Regions from separate parts of the Urocitellus parryii genome. Here region 2 is linked to region 1. A link is a contact called in public Hi-C data. All regions are on one chromosome and are shown on one strand. Each heading gives the region's core, a stretch centred on a gene start, on an enhancer-like site or on the middle of the called end of the contact. The rest is flanking DNA. Distances are from core to core; before and after follow the strand shown. Region 1 holds the start of Rpl3 (ribosomal protein L3). Region 2 holds the start of Sun2 (Sad1 and UNC84 domain containing 2).

The links. A called contact is a pair of places that touch in the nucleus more often than the background predicts.
Region 2: a contact with region 1 is called in a Hi-C map of liver, with 4 times the contacts expected there. The contact joins the promoter of Sun2 here to the promoter of Rpl3 in region 1. A contact is called at or near these places in 2 of 2 Hi-C or Micro-C datasets (liver and muscle).

Annotation. Positions count from the first base shown.
Region 1 is chr5:9,318,361-9,324,851 of mUroPar1.hap1, reverse strand. Rpl3 (ribosomal protein L3) reads right to left here and starts at 2,292. Exons shown (of 10, transcript XM_026411463.2): 1 at 2,259-2,292; 2 at 928-1,120; 3 at 296-464. The coding sequence starts at 2,261. LOC113198679 (small nucleolar RNA SNORD43) reads right to left here and starts at 1,774; the gene lies at 1,711-1,774. It also overlaps the pseudogene LOC113198655.
Region 2 is chr5:9,644,590-9,651,080 of mUroPar1.hap1, reverse strand. It overlaps Sun2 (Sad1 and UNC84 domain containing 2), which reads right to left and starts at 3,549. Exons shown (of 18, transcript XM_026411449.2): 1 at 3,263-3,549; 2 at 305-460. The coding sequence starts at 426.

The DNA of each region.
Region 1 (6,491 bases), core at 1,043-3,542:
CAGGGTGCTAAGCCAGGGCTAGAACCCAACACTACCACTGCCTTATCTTTCCTGTTTTGGGGAGTTACAAACAGCCAAAGGAACACAGTCAACCAATTGGACTAGGCTGACCAGAATTAAGATGCTAGTTCTTAGATCAAGAACCAGTGCTGCTAAAGTTGACCTCCAGGTTTGGTTCTATTTAAGAGGCCAACTTAAAAAGGAGACAACAGCTTCCCACCACTAGAATTCAGGCTCTGTACAGGGTCTCCCTGCTCTGCAGCCCAATGCTGGAACTGCATGTTCTGGCTCTTACCAGTTCTTATAGAAGCGCCTTTTGCACTCATCACTGATATGCTCAGCAAAGATGGTCTTGAAGGTTCGGAGGCCTCTAGGGGTTTCCACGTAGCCCACAATGCCTACAACCACCATGGGCGGTGTCTCCACTATGGTCACAGCCTCCACAACCTCCTTCTTGTTCACCTCTGAAGGCAGAAAATAGGACAGGAGTGAGCTGACACGAATGCAGACACAAGGTGGCCACACACAACCTTCTCCTTCAAGTGTTTACATTTAACTTAAACCCAACATCAGGACTCTAATACGGCTTCAGTTCTCTCTAGAAACCTAAGCAATCTCTAGGAACAGACAAATCTGTGGCCTGGACAAGAGTCCCAAGTACAATGGTATGTAATAACAGATCTAAATTTACTCAGGTAGACAATATAAACTAAGTGCTAAAAGCTAGTGCTGTGGGCCAACCAAGTGTAAATAAAGGCAGTGTATATTCCAGCCTTGATAGTGAAAGGTCACCAAGTTATCACTATGTTGTGGCTCTTCACAAATTTACTCAGCATGTTCCATGCCTCCATAAGTATACTTAAACATCAGTCCTAAAATTCAACACTCCCATCCCCCAACTTAGACGACACAGTAGCATGTACGTACTGGATCCTGGCCTATCAACTTCCCGGACAATGTGAGTCATGCCAGCCTTATAGCCCAAAAAGGCTGTGAGGTGGACAGGCTTTGAAGGGTCATCCTTTGGGAAGCTCTTCACCTTCCCTCGATGCCTGCTGCTACGCTTTCGAGGCAAGAAGCCTAAGGATCCATGTCTGGGAGCGGAGAATTTCCTGTGAGACTGGGGGGGAAAAAATTTTATATATATATATATATATATATATATATATATATATATCAGCACCCAAACAAGAGGCAGCTCTCATTTCACTGCTTCCCAATACTCAACCACGAGTTTCTCTTTTTTTTGGTACCAAGGATTGAACCCACATCCCCAGCATTTTCATTTTTTATCCCAAGAAAGGGTGGAAGTTGCTCAGGGTCTCGCTAAGACACGGAGGCTGCCCTAGAACTTTTGCTCCTCCTGTGTCAGCCTCCAGAGTGGCTGGGATTACCAATGTGCCCCAGCACACTCATCCCACAATGTTGACTCTTAACTAGACACCCAGCAAGACCAGGATCACCCACAACACACTGCCTCCTTCTGAATGTTGATTGGGAACTATTTTTACAAGAAACAAGGTCATCCTATGTGCTCTAAGAGAACTAGAATATTAAAAACCATGTTAACAGATGATTTGTCATCAAGATTCTCACCAGTGGAGCGACTCACGGGACAATAGCTGGTCACTAATAATGGTACCATAGTACTCTCCGGCCCCTGGGACAGAGCCAGCGTGGTACACAGTAGGCCAACAGGACTCACAGAGCCAAATCAGAACATGACAATCAGCACACAGATTCTGTCCGCCCGTCAATAAGTTCATCATGTGAGGTTTCTGGCGAGTCTAGAGGCCTTCAAGTTGCACCAAGGTATTTCCAAAGGGACCCTTTAAAACTCTTGCCAATAGACTCCCCTCGCGCATGCGCAGGCCCCCGTTTACCAGAACACCGGGCGTCCCACTCAAGGCCCTCCTGGCCCGGCAAATTGCTCTTGAGGATTAATAACAACTATCGCTAAAATCTGGCGAGGTCGGAGCCCAGAAACCATCTACGGCTTCAATTGGGCGTCCAGGCCAGCTTTCGCCCCAAGGCCGCTCGGTGGCCGACTCGAAATCCCAGGGTATTCCTCCATAACTCCCTTCCCCACAGGCCTCGCGAGTTTCCAGAAAAATAGGCCTCACTGCAGTCCCTACTGTATCCCCTGCGCTCTCAGAACGAGCTCCCGGGACCGGCCAAGCCGAGATGGCGACGATGCGCGGCGGATTCCACCACGCCGACTTTGAAGCCTAGAGCAAAGACGCCATTAAGAAACTCACCATCGCGCCGCCAAATCCCGCCGGTAGAGGCCGATTGGGCCTTGGTACACGATATATAAAGAGCCTCTTGTCTCCGCCCCTTCCGGCGTGCGAGCGCGCGCCCGCGGCGGACGTCGGGTTGGAGGGGCGTACGGGGCGCCACTTCCACGCACGCTTTCCCACACCTAGCGTAAATTCTGAGAGGACGCAGGTTTCAGAAAAAAAAAAAAAAAAAAATCTACTTAGAGGCCCTACGGCGAGCGGAAGAGTTCAGACTCATTAAAAAGATACTGAAACGCTGGGTGACCGCGCGGACTGCGACAGGTCTACGGTGTTCTGCAGCAGCCAAACTTTATGAGAGAGAAAAATGGCTGTAGTCGTCGGGGGTTGAATAACCCCGCTGTAGGCTTCTTTCACATGTGATAGCCAGTTTTAAGCCTAACCACATGGGCGTTGTTGCCATTTTGTTTCGGAGTTGAAGAAGCAGCTCGATGGGGTGAGCTAGTTGCACGGCTTTCGCGAGCTCCCTCAAGCCCTGCCTGGGTCGTTCTGGTATCCAGCTGCAGGGTTCCGCGTCCCGAGCCCGCGCCACGACCTCGGGTCCTGCCCTCCAGATCTTCCCAGGAACCTGAGGTTCCGCATTACCCCCGAGGCTGCCGCCTGGCCTCGCTCGTGCCCCGACCTCCTCCTTCCCACCCGGGCGTCGTGATCCTGGGCACGGCCTTGGCACCCACGGTGGGGTGAAAACCATTCTCTCATTTAACCCTCACAGCGTCCCTGAGAGGCAGCATTTGATAGGTCCTCAATCTATTACTGGAAATCGTTGGAGTCAGTGGTGTTTTGAAATCCAGCACATTTTGGATCTTTCGAAAGGAAACATGAGGCCAGGCGCGAGGGCGCATGCCTATAATCCTAGACTGCAGAGGCTGAGGGAGGCCGAGGCAGGAGGATCGCGAGTTCAAAGCCAGCCAGTGCCCCTGGGTTCAATCCCCAGTACCCAGGGGAAAAAGAAAGAAAGTTAATATGATGCACATACTGTGTACTGTGTTATTTATCCTCTCTGCACTCTACAGAGAAATGTGACTCCCTATAGTTGCTTTTTATCTGAGGGAGATAATATTCCAAGACATTCCTCTCCCTTGTCTGAGGCTGCAGATAGCACTGAATGCTGTATACACCATGTTTTTCATCTACATATGATACACACACACACATACACACACAAACACATCCCTTTGGTAAAGTTTAACATCAATTGAGCATTGTGAGATTATCAACCCTAGCAAGTAATATAATAGAACAACTATTGCTTCGGGAGGTGGGGAGCACCTATGGTGCCCTCAGAGGCTGGTGCAGGAGGAGCACAAGCTTGAGGCCAGCCTGGGCAGCTTATTGAGATCCTGTCTCAAAAAATAAAAAGCGTTTGGATTTTAGTTCAGTGGTAGAGCCCCCATGGGTGGTTCAATCCCCAGTCTTGTTATTTGGGTAAATAGCAGGGGAAAAAAAAAGTGTGTGTGTGTGTGTGTGTGTGTGTGTGTATGTGTGTGTGTGTGTGTGTGCGCGCGCGCTAGCGCGTGCTGTATATACACTATAGTAAAGACCACTTAAAACTTACCAATTTTTGAATCCCATTTCCCCTGAGATTAGGGAGGGTAGAGATTAGGGAGGAGCTGGGAGAGAGAAGAAAAGAAAGAACCAAGTCCATTCTAAAAGTAAATTGGAGTTAGTCCGAGGACGGTTCTAGAAAGGCAGCGGCAGCGCCGGTCCTGTGTGGAGGTGCTCTTCAGCGGCAGTTCTCACTACAGCGCCAGGACGAGTCCGGTTCGCGTTTGTCTGCGGAGATCTTTCTTATCTCACTTGCCTGCGAGAAATGGGGCTGAAGCGACTGAGTCCGCGATGGAGAGAGAAAAGGTACAGTTCCGTAAACTCTTTATTGGTGGCTTAAGTTTTAAAACCACAGAAGAAAGTTTAAGAAACTACTTCGAGCAATGGGGAAAACTTACAGATTGTGTGGTTATCAGGGATCCTGCAAGCAAAAGATGAAGAGGATTTGGATTTGTAACCTTCTCATCCAAGGCTGAGGTTGATGCTGCCATCTCTGCAAGACCTCATTCCATTAATGGGAGAGTGGTTGAGCCAAAAGGAGCTGTAGCAAGAGAGGAATCTGGAAAACCAGGGGCTCATGTGACTGTGAAGAAGCTGTTTGTTGGCGGAATTAAAGAAGATACCGAGGAACACCACCTTAGACATTACTTTGAAGAATATGGGAAAATTGACACCATTGAGATAATTACGGATAGGCAGTCTGGAAAGAAAAGAGGCTTTGGTTTTGTTACTTTTGATGACCATGATCCTGTGGACAAAATGGTATTGCAAAAATACCACACCATCAATGGTCACAATGCAGAAGTGAGAAAGGCTTTGTCTAGACAAGAAATGCAAAAAGTCCAAAGTTCCAGGAGTGGAAGAGGAGGGCAACTTTAGAGGAAGATCTGATGGATATGGAAGCGGAGGTGGATTGGGGGATAGCTCTAATGGATCTGGAGGAGGACCTGGAAGTGGTGATTTGGGAGATAGCCCTGGTTATGGAGGAGGAAGAGGAGGCTGTGGTGGTAGAGGATCTGGATATGGAAACGGGGTGGGGGCTATGGAGGTGGTTATGACAACTAAGGAGGAGGAAATTATGGAAGTGGAAGTTATAATGATTTTGGAAATTATAACCAGCAACCTTCTAAATATAGTCTAATGAAGAGTGGAGACTTGGGTGGCAGAAACATGGGTGACGTGGTAGAGGAAATTATGGTCCTGGAGGAAGTGAGGGTTATGGTGGGAGGAGCCGATACTGAGCTTCGAACCCGGCCCGCACGCATGCTCATTGTATAAATAGGAGAGGATGAGAGCCCAAAGGTAACCCAACAGCTTCAGGTTATCGAAATAACAGTGTTAAGGAAATTCTTATCTCAGTCATACATAAATATGCAATGATATGGCAGAAGACACCAGAGCAGATTCAGAGAGCCATTTTGGAAATGGATTAGATTATTTAATAACATTACCTTACTGTGGGGGAAGGATTGTAAAAAATAAAAATAATGAAAGCCTTTGAGACAGTTTCTTAGCTTTTTTTTTTTTTTTAAAGAGAGAGTGAGAGAGGAGAGAGAGAGAGAATTTTTAATATTTATTTTTTTAGTTCTCGGCGGACACAACATCTTTGTTGGTATGTGGTGCTGAGGATCGAACCTGGGCCGCACGCATGCCAGGCGAGCGCGCTACCGCTTGAGCCACATCCCCAGCCCGGTTTCTTAGCTTTTTAATTGTTTCTTTCTAGCAGTCTTTGTAAGAGTGTAGAAGCATTCCTTCTTTGATATGTTAAATTTGTAAGTTTCAGGTGACATGTGAAAACTTTAAGATTTTTCTCAAAGTTTTGAAAAGCTATTAGCCAGGATCATGATGTACTAAGACATAATGTTTTCCTTTAAAAAATTTAAGTGCATGTGTAGAGTTTTTTTTTTTTTTAAGAGAGAGAGAGAAAGAATTTTTAATATTTATTTTTTAGTTTTCGGCAGACACAACATCTTTGTTTGTATGTGGTGCTGAGGATCGAACCCGGGCCGCACGCATGCTAGGCAAGCACACTACAGCTTGAGCCACATCCCCAGCCCCATGTGTAAAGAAGCTGTTGTACATTTATGATTTAATAAAATCTAAAGAAAAAAATTAAATAAAAAAATTAAATAAAAAAAACTTATGAATTTTTAGTGCTGGCAGTATATCTTATTGGTAAAGCATGTGCTTTAACATACACAACGCTCTGAATTCAGTACCCAGCACCAAAACATCAACAACAAAATCTTATTAATTGTTTATTTCTGGAATTTTCCATTTAATATTTTCAAACTGCAGATTACAAACCTTGGAAAGCAAAACTGCAAATGGGAGGGATGACAGTCACACATAGCAGGAGAAATACAAATAGCTGCACATTTGTCCCATGACCTCGGGTCCTGCCCTCCAGATCTTCCCAAGAACCAGGTGTTTCCTCAAGTTCCACAACAACGCTGCCTAATAACTTCAGGTTAATTTAGTTTTTGCTGCCAAATTATTTAAGAAGTTTTTTGGTTTTGTTTTTGTGTTGTTCCCTTTTTACAGAGAAAATTAAGCTTAAGGCCAAGATATTGATAACTTGACAAAAGTCACACAATTAATGAAGGATGGAGCCCAAGTCTATCTGATTCTAGTTTTGGATTTTCACCA
Region 2 (6,491 bases), core at 2,300-4,799, 320 kb before region 1:
GCAGGTGGCGAGACGCGTGGGTGTGGGTGCGAGAAGCATGGCCAGCCTGCCACACCCTTCCAGGGTGGAGGGGTGCTGTGAGCCCTGCCTGCACTTTTGGGGTTTCCGGCCTGGCTTATGCTTGAAGCTGCCTCTCCCCACTTCCTGTTACTAGCCAGCGGGGCAGCAGCACCTCTCACATGGGTGGAGAGGGCAGAACCCCTGACACACATGGGCATCTGCCACCCTGAAGGTTGCAGCAGGAAGAGCTGCCTGCTCTGGGGGCCGCGCCCTGGACAGGGCCTTGCAGCCCTTTGCGCCCTACCTGAGAGGACCGTCCCTAAACAGGGCACTCCGGCTCCCTGCCACCGAGCTCCCTCCACTGCTGCTGCTGCCATCGTCATCGCCCTGGGAGTAGCGAGTGAGGCGCTGGCTTCGTCGGGACATGGCGAGGGGGGATGTGCCTGTCCCTTGAAGAAGTCTTGGGAAAGAAAGGATGGCACGTGACACTCAGGGCTGTCCCTGGGGGAAGAGAAACAGGCGCTGTCTCACCACGAAGGACAGAGCCTCCTGCATTCAGGCGAAGGCCCTGCAGTGTGGCCAAGACACAGTGGTCACTGTGCCCTGCCTCGGGGCTCCCTGGGGCGTCCTGGGGCCTCCACCGTAACTTCCACAGGGCTTTATGCCTTTTGTACAGTTTGCCTTGATCCTCCTTGACGCTCGGCAGAACACAGCCAGAACTGGGCCTCCTCAGCCTCCGACATGCAGCAGAGAACTTGGCACAGGGCAGGCACCAGCCAGGTGCTGGGGCTCCCTGGCGCTTCCAGCCCAGCTGCCCCCTCTCCCTAGAGCGGGTCTGGCTTCAGGCTCACTGATTCCCTCCAGAGGGGGCTCCCCCTCAGCCACACTATTGAGTCCCTGGTCATTCCTGACTCCAAAAAGCCCACTCCAGAGAGCCTCCCACATTGCGACTGCTCACGCTCCACCTCTCCAGGCATGACATGCCCCTCTTCCTGATGTGACACGATAAGATTTTTTGAAAAATGCCTCCTTGGCACCAGTCTCCCTTTATGATCCCACAAGGGAGGTGGGTATCATCACTCCCACCTATCAAGGGGGGAACCTGGGACGCTAAGATGATGGGTAACTTGCCCTGGTCACCCAGCTTACAAGTGACAGAGAAGATCTGAGCTCAGACCTGACAGGTCATAGGGCCTGGGTCTTTCTACTCCACCAAAAAGTTTGCAGGTTATTTTAAGAATGTTTTGTGTCTTCCAACTAGAATCTTCTATACCTCCATATACACTCAGAACAGGCTGTAAACTGCATGATTACACAACAAATATTCAAACTAACGACACTGGGGGAAGTGGCACCACAGGATGGCATTACATTCAGTCCCAGTTTTCGGGCCACGTGAGGCTGAAAGCAAGGCTCAGAAGCTGATAATGAGGACAAAAGAGGTCAAAGTGGCAAGGCTGGCCAGAGGGCATTCCACCACATGAGCAAGATTAAGGCTCTCAGCTCTGGACACCCAGATTCCAAATCTTGGATTACTGAAGTGAGGAGTTCCAACATAGCCTCTTGGCAGGCAGGACTACAAAGTAACTGTTAATATCCCAAACCCACTGGACAGCTCATAGTACTTGTGACATTTTGTCACTTCTGATGTTCCTGGTTCACACCAAAATCACTAGTTCTCTGGGCCACATGGTGGGCATATACTAACACACCCCAACTCTGACTATGTAAACCAGAAGATCAGGTCTGTCCAGTTAGGACCTCCTCTTTTGAAAAACAAGCAGCTTCCTGTCTGGGCTAATGGGCATCTTCCCAGATGGGATGCCCATCTGGCACCATCCCTGGCTTTGGCTGGTGTTGGTAAAGTAACGAACTGGTAGTAGCCAAAGCAGGAAGCTGGCCTGGGTCCTGGGCTGTATTCCACTCCTTATAAGGTAGTTCCACCCCACAGTGCCCTCCCCCACCTGACAGCTCACAGGGGCTCCTCCTCTTAACCCCTGCTCTGCTGCAGGGTGAAGCCTCCAGCTCGGGGGCAGACACAAAACCACATGTTTATGGGCTGGGGATGTGGCTCAAGCGGTAGTTCGATCCTCAGCACCACATACCAACAAAGATGTTGTGTCCGCGGAGAACTAAAAAATAAACATTAAAAAAAAATTCTCTCTCTCTCTCTCTCTCTCTCTCTCTCTCTCTCTCTCTCCTCTCTCACTCTCTCTTTAAAAAAAAAAAAAAAAAAAAAAAAAAAAAAAAAAAAACCACATGTTTATATAGTACCCAGACTCTGCTTGGCAAGAATTTTCACATTTTGATGCCAGGCAAGGGGCACGCTTAAAAGCTAAAAACTGCAAGCCTTTCCTGCCATCACAGAACACTCTACCCTTCAGTTTGGATTTCACAAGATAGAAAAGGTTAAGACCCCATCCTCCCAAAGGAGAGGTGAGCCTCTAGGAGTCCAAATCTTTTACCTATCAACGCTCCCCTCTTATACAACCAGTTAAGAAGCCCTCAAATAAAACTCCATTCCACACTTCTGAGCAGAATTACATTCTTTTCTCAGTTCTGCCCCATCACAAATGTAAAAGGCAATATCCATCCGATCTTGAGATTTAACCTAGATCTGGGACATCTTGCACCTGACGTTTTCACTCCTCTGTTTATTCACACTCCATTTACACTGGGACGCAAGGCGCTCGGGGCGCTCACTGTCCTCTCCCTTCACGCCCCACACGCCCAACCCGCACCGGGGAAGAAGGTGGGCTTACTGAAGTCACACCCCGCCCCGCCCCCGCCCCCCACACTGGCTGTTTTGTTTTTGTTTTAGAACCGAGCACTACCGGCCTCCTTCCTATTCCCAGAGTTCTGACAGGCGTCACAGGCCGGGAACTGCCAGTCCCTGGACCTGGCCTCTCTGGCACTGCCCTGGGCCGGTTTGGGGCCGCCGGGTCTCTGCTCTCCTCCTCCCGGGAGGCTGCGCGGGGAAGTCCCGCCCGGAGACACCGCCCTCCCGGCTGACCAGTGGGGCGGCCAGCCCTGGGGGCGGGGGCCGGCGGGCAGGATGAGTCAGGGCGCTGGCCTTGGCTCCACGCCGGCGCTGCCCGACAGCCCAGGGGCGTGCGCCCGGCGGGGTTGGAGCCTGGCCCAGCTCGGCCCCGAGAGGAAGAAGCAGGCCGGGCAGCTCTGCCCGGGCGGGAGCGACCCGGCCGTGGCTCGGCGGTCAGCCCTGCCCAGGGCCGAGGGTAGGCGGACCCACCACCCTGGTTACCTGCTGCCGCGGTTGCTCCGTACCGGGCCGCGGGCGTCCGAGGCCCGTCGCGCCGCCGGGGCGCGCCCCTTTCCTGCGTCGGGATCTCGCGGGCGGCGCCCCGCGCAGGTCCAACACAGCGGCGGGGCCCGGGGCTTCGGCGGGTACGGAGCAGTGTTGCGGGACCGGACGGTGACCGGCAGGCAAGCGGACAATGCGGCCGGCGGAGGCCCGCGCTGCGCGAGTGGGGCCGGGCGGCGCGCGCGTGGCCGAGTGTGTATGTGTGCGCCCGTCAGTCAACGCTGACAGGCCGAAGCTCATTGGCCAGACTCCGCCGGCCGTCTCCGCCCACCGTCGCCACCCATTGGCTGGTTTGAACACAAAGGCCCCGGCTCGCCCCGCCCTCCGCGTGGGCCGGGCCGCTCTGCGCTCTCAGCCCCTCAGTTCGCGCGTGGGAGGCACCGGCAGGTGCAAACCCGGCCTCGGTAGCCCTCGGTGGGAGCCCGCTCTGGGGCTGGGGCTCACCCGGGTGTCTGTGGACGGAAGTCGCGGTCTGGGGGCCCAGAATGCCAGAGATCGCCCCGAGTGCGCCTCACTCCACGAACACCTCCCTGTTTGCGGTGCCAGGGCCCTAGGGACGTTAGGTTTGGAGAGGCACAGGCCCGGGAAGATGGCCCGCGGGAATGGTGGGGGCTGAAGACCCTGGCTCCGGGCCGCCCTGGGAGCTGGCGCTGTTAGCTCAGAGCAGGTTCCGTGTAAAGGTCGTCAGGGAAGGCTTGCTAAACGCCCGGGCACTTGAGTAATTGTCCTCTTCGCCAGCTATTTCTACACCCATTTTAACGCCAGCTGTTTCTACACCCATTTTAAAGACAAGGAAATAGGCTAATAGAAGTATTGAGTTTCTTGCATAAAACCACACAGAAAGAAGCAAATTTGAGACTAGAAGATCCCTCCACGTCCAAGCCCATTTTATTGTTTTGTTTTTCCGTTTCAGCGTTGGCTTTGGGATCCCAGGCCTAGCAGGAGGCTCCCCATCTTTCAGAGCCCCAGAGTTTCACAGCAGCTTTTCTGTTTTAAGGAAGGAGCTTGCCACGGTTGGTGCCCCAGAGGGCAGAGCTGGTACCTGTTCCACCTTTCTCCAACCTGGAATGAGCGCTTGATCCTGAATGAGCAACAGTGCCCTCTGATTCCAGGGGTCTTTCCTCTTGGCTCCCACCTGCCAGCTCTACAGATACCACAAGTGTACAACTGGGGACAGACACTTCCTGTACAAGCTCTTTTTTTTTTTTTTTAGTATATATCTTTATTTTATTTATTTATTTTTATGTGGTGCTGAGGGTGGAACCCAGGGCCTCCCACGTACTGGATGAGCGCTCTGCCACTGAGCCACAACCCCAGCCCCTGTACAAGCTCTTTTAAGATGAAACTGAGTGCTGCTGTTTCACTTTTTTTGAAATGCAGAGAGGAAACAAGACAGATGACCAAATTGTGGACATTGGTGCAGGAAGGTGCTGGGGTAGGGAACAGAGGAAACAGGGTCTCCTGCTGAGTTGGCTCCAGCCCAACTCTGGATAAAAGCAGCCCCCCTTTCTGGGCTTCCATTGTCCCACCTGAAAAGGGTGGTGTCATCTGCCCTTAGGGTACCTTAGGACAATGCCATTGTTGCTCCTGGGCTTAGACCTGGAGCTTGCTGAGGATCAGGGCTGGCTGCTCTCTAATTATGTACTGAACAGCAGATTAAAGGGGGAACTTAATATATTAATATTCTGTAAACTGAAAATGTTATAGTAATTTCATTTCATGTATTGATAGTCTTTCCTCCTTTTAATTATTTTGTATTTAATATTTCTACTATAAATTTTTTGTTTTGTATTTCTGGGTAGTTATTGCTAATCTGGAGGAAAAGCTATTCTTTATTACACTTATCTCATATCAAAGTATTATATTACTTAAGTTTTTACACTTTTAAGTTATATAACAACATTAATAACAGCAAAAGTACAGTTTCACTTCTTTTCTAAGCTTTTCTTGTAATTTTCCTGCTAATTTTTTATCAAATAAAAAATGTTAAGTCAATGATAAGTACTCAGAGTAATAATAGCCATTGTTATTCACTTAATATTATATAATAATGTTATTCACTTAATATTTACTTAATATTCTTTAGTTGTTCATCAGGGCTGGTATGTTATTTCTAGAATTTGGAGTAGCCTTTTATTTCTTTTATGTAATTTCTTTAGACCCCTGATTATTGCAGCATCCTTACTTTTAATCCATGTTAAATGTTATCAAGTGCATTTAAAATTAAAAGTGATTTTTGTTTATTCTGAATGTCTATTTTCATATAGTGGATTATTAAGTTACTGATGTTGAAGTGGACTACATTTCTTAAATTAACTCCACCTGGAACTAATGGATTAAAAAAAATAAAGTGAGAACTCAGATTAGCCACGGCATCCAAGTAGGAGAGGGGCCCTCTCAACTCCCCATCACCAAGGTGCTCCCCAGTGCTTTCCTCACCACATTCCCACCCCTCCACTGCAGAACCTGCTCCCCTCTATACCAATGGCCTGGCCAGAGTGAACTGCTCCCCAGAGGGTCCTGGTTTGTGAATGCCAGGCTCGGGCCACAGGCTGCCTCTGTGAACCTTCAGTATGTGGAATAGTGGTCCCCACAGATTATCAGGTATTAATCCTGGAATCTGTGACTGTCACCTGAATGGAAAGTCTTTGCAGATGAGATTAAGGTTTGAAGGGAGAGATTACCCTGGATGATCAGGGTGGGCCCTAATGCAATTCCAAACATTCTTTTTATAGGGACACAGAGAAGAGGACACATTGTTTATGACCTTATGCTACCTATTTCCAATTCTGGTCTCTAGAACTGTGCGAGAATAAATTTCTGTTGCTTTAAGTCACCAAGTTTGTGGAGATTTGTTACAGCAAATCTCCTACAGAAGACAAATGGCCCTTGGAAAATTCTTGGCCTTGGCATTCAAGGTTCTCATAATTGTGCCAGGACCTTCCCCTTGTCCTGACCATCCTCACTTGACACTCCCATTGGACTTCCTGCAGGACACCACTCTTTGTCTCCTGACCCCTCCCACCTCATGAGTTGAACCAGGAAGCAAAAAAAAAAAGACCACCAACTCCAATTTTAAATCAAATGAAAGCAAGGTTGTACTGTGTACACAAAAGCAGGACAGCGACTGTCTCTCCCAAAGCCGGGCTAGAGATCAGCCCCAGCTCTC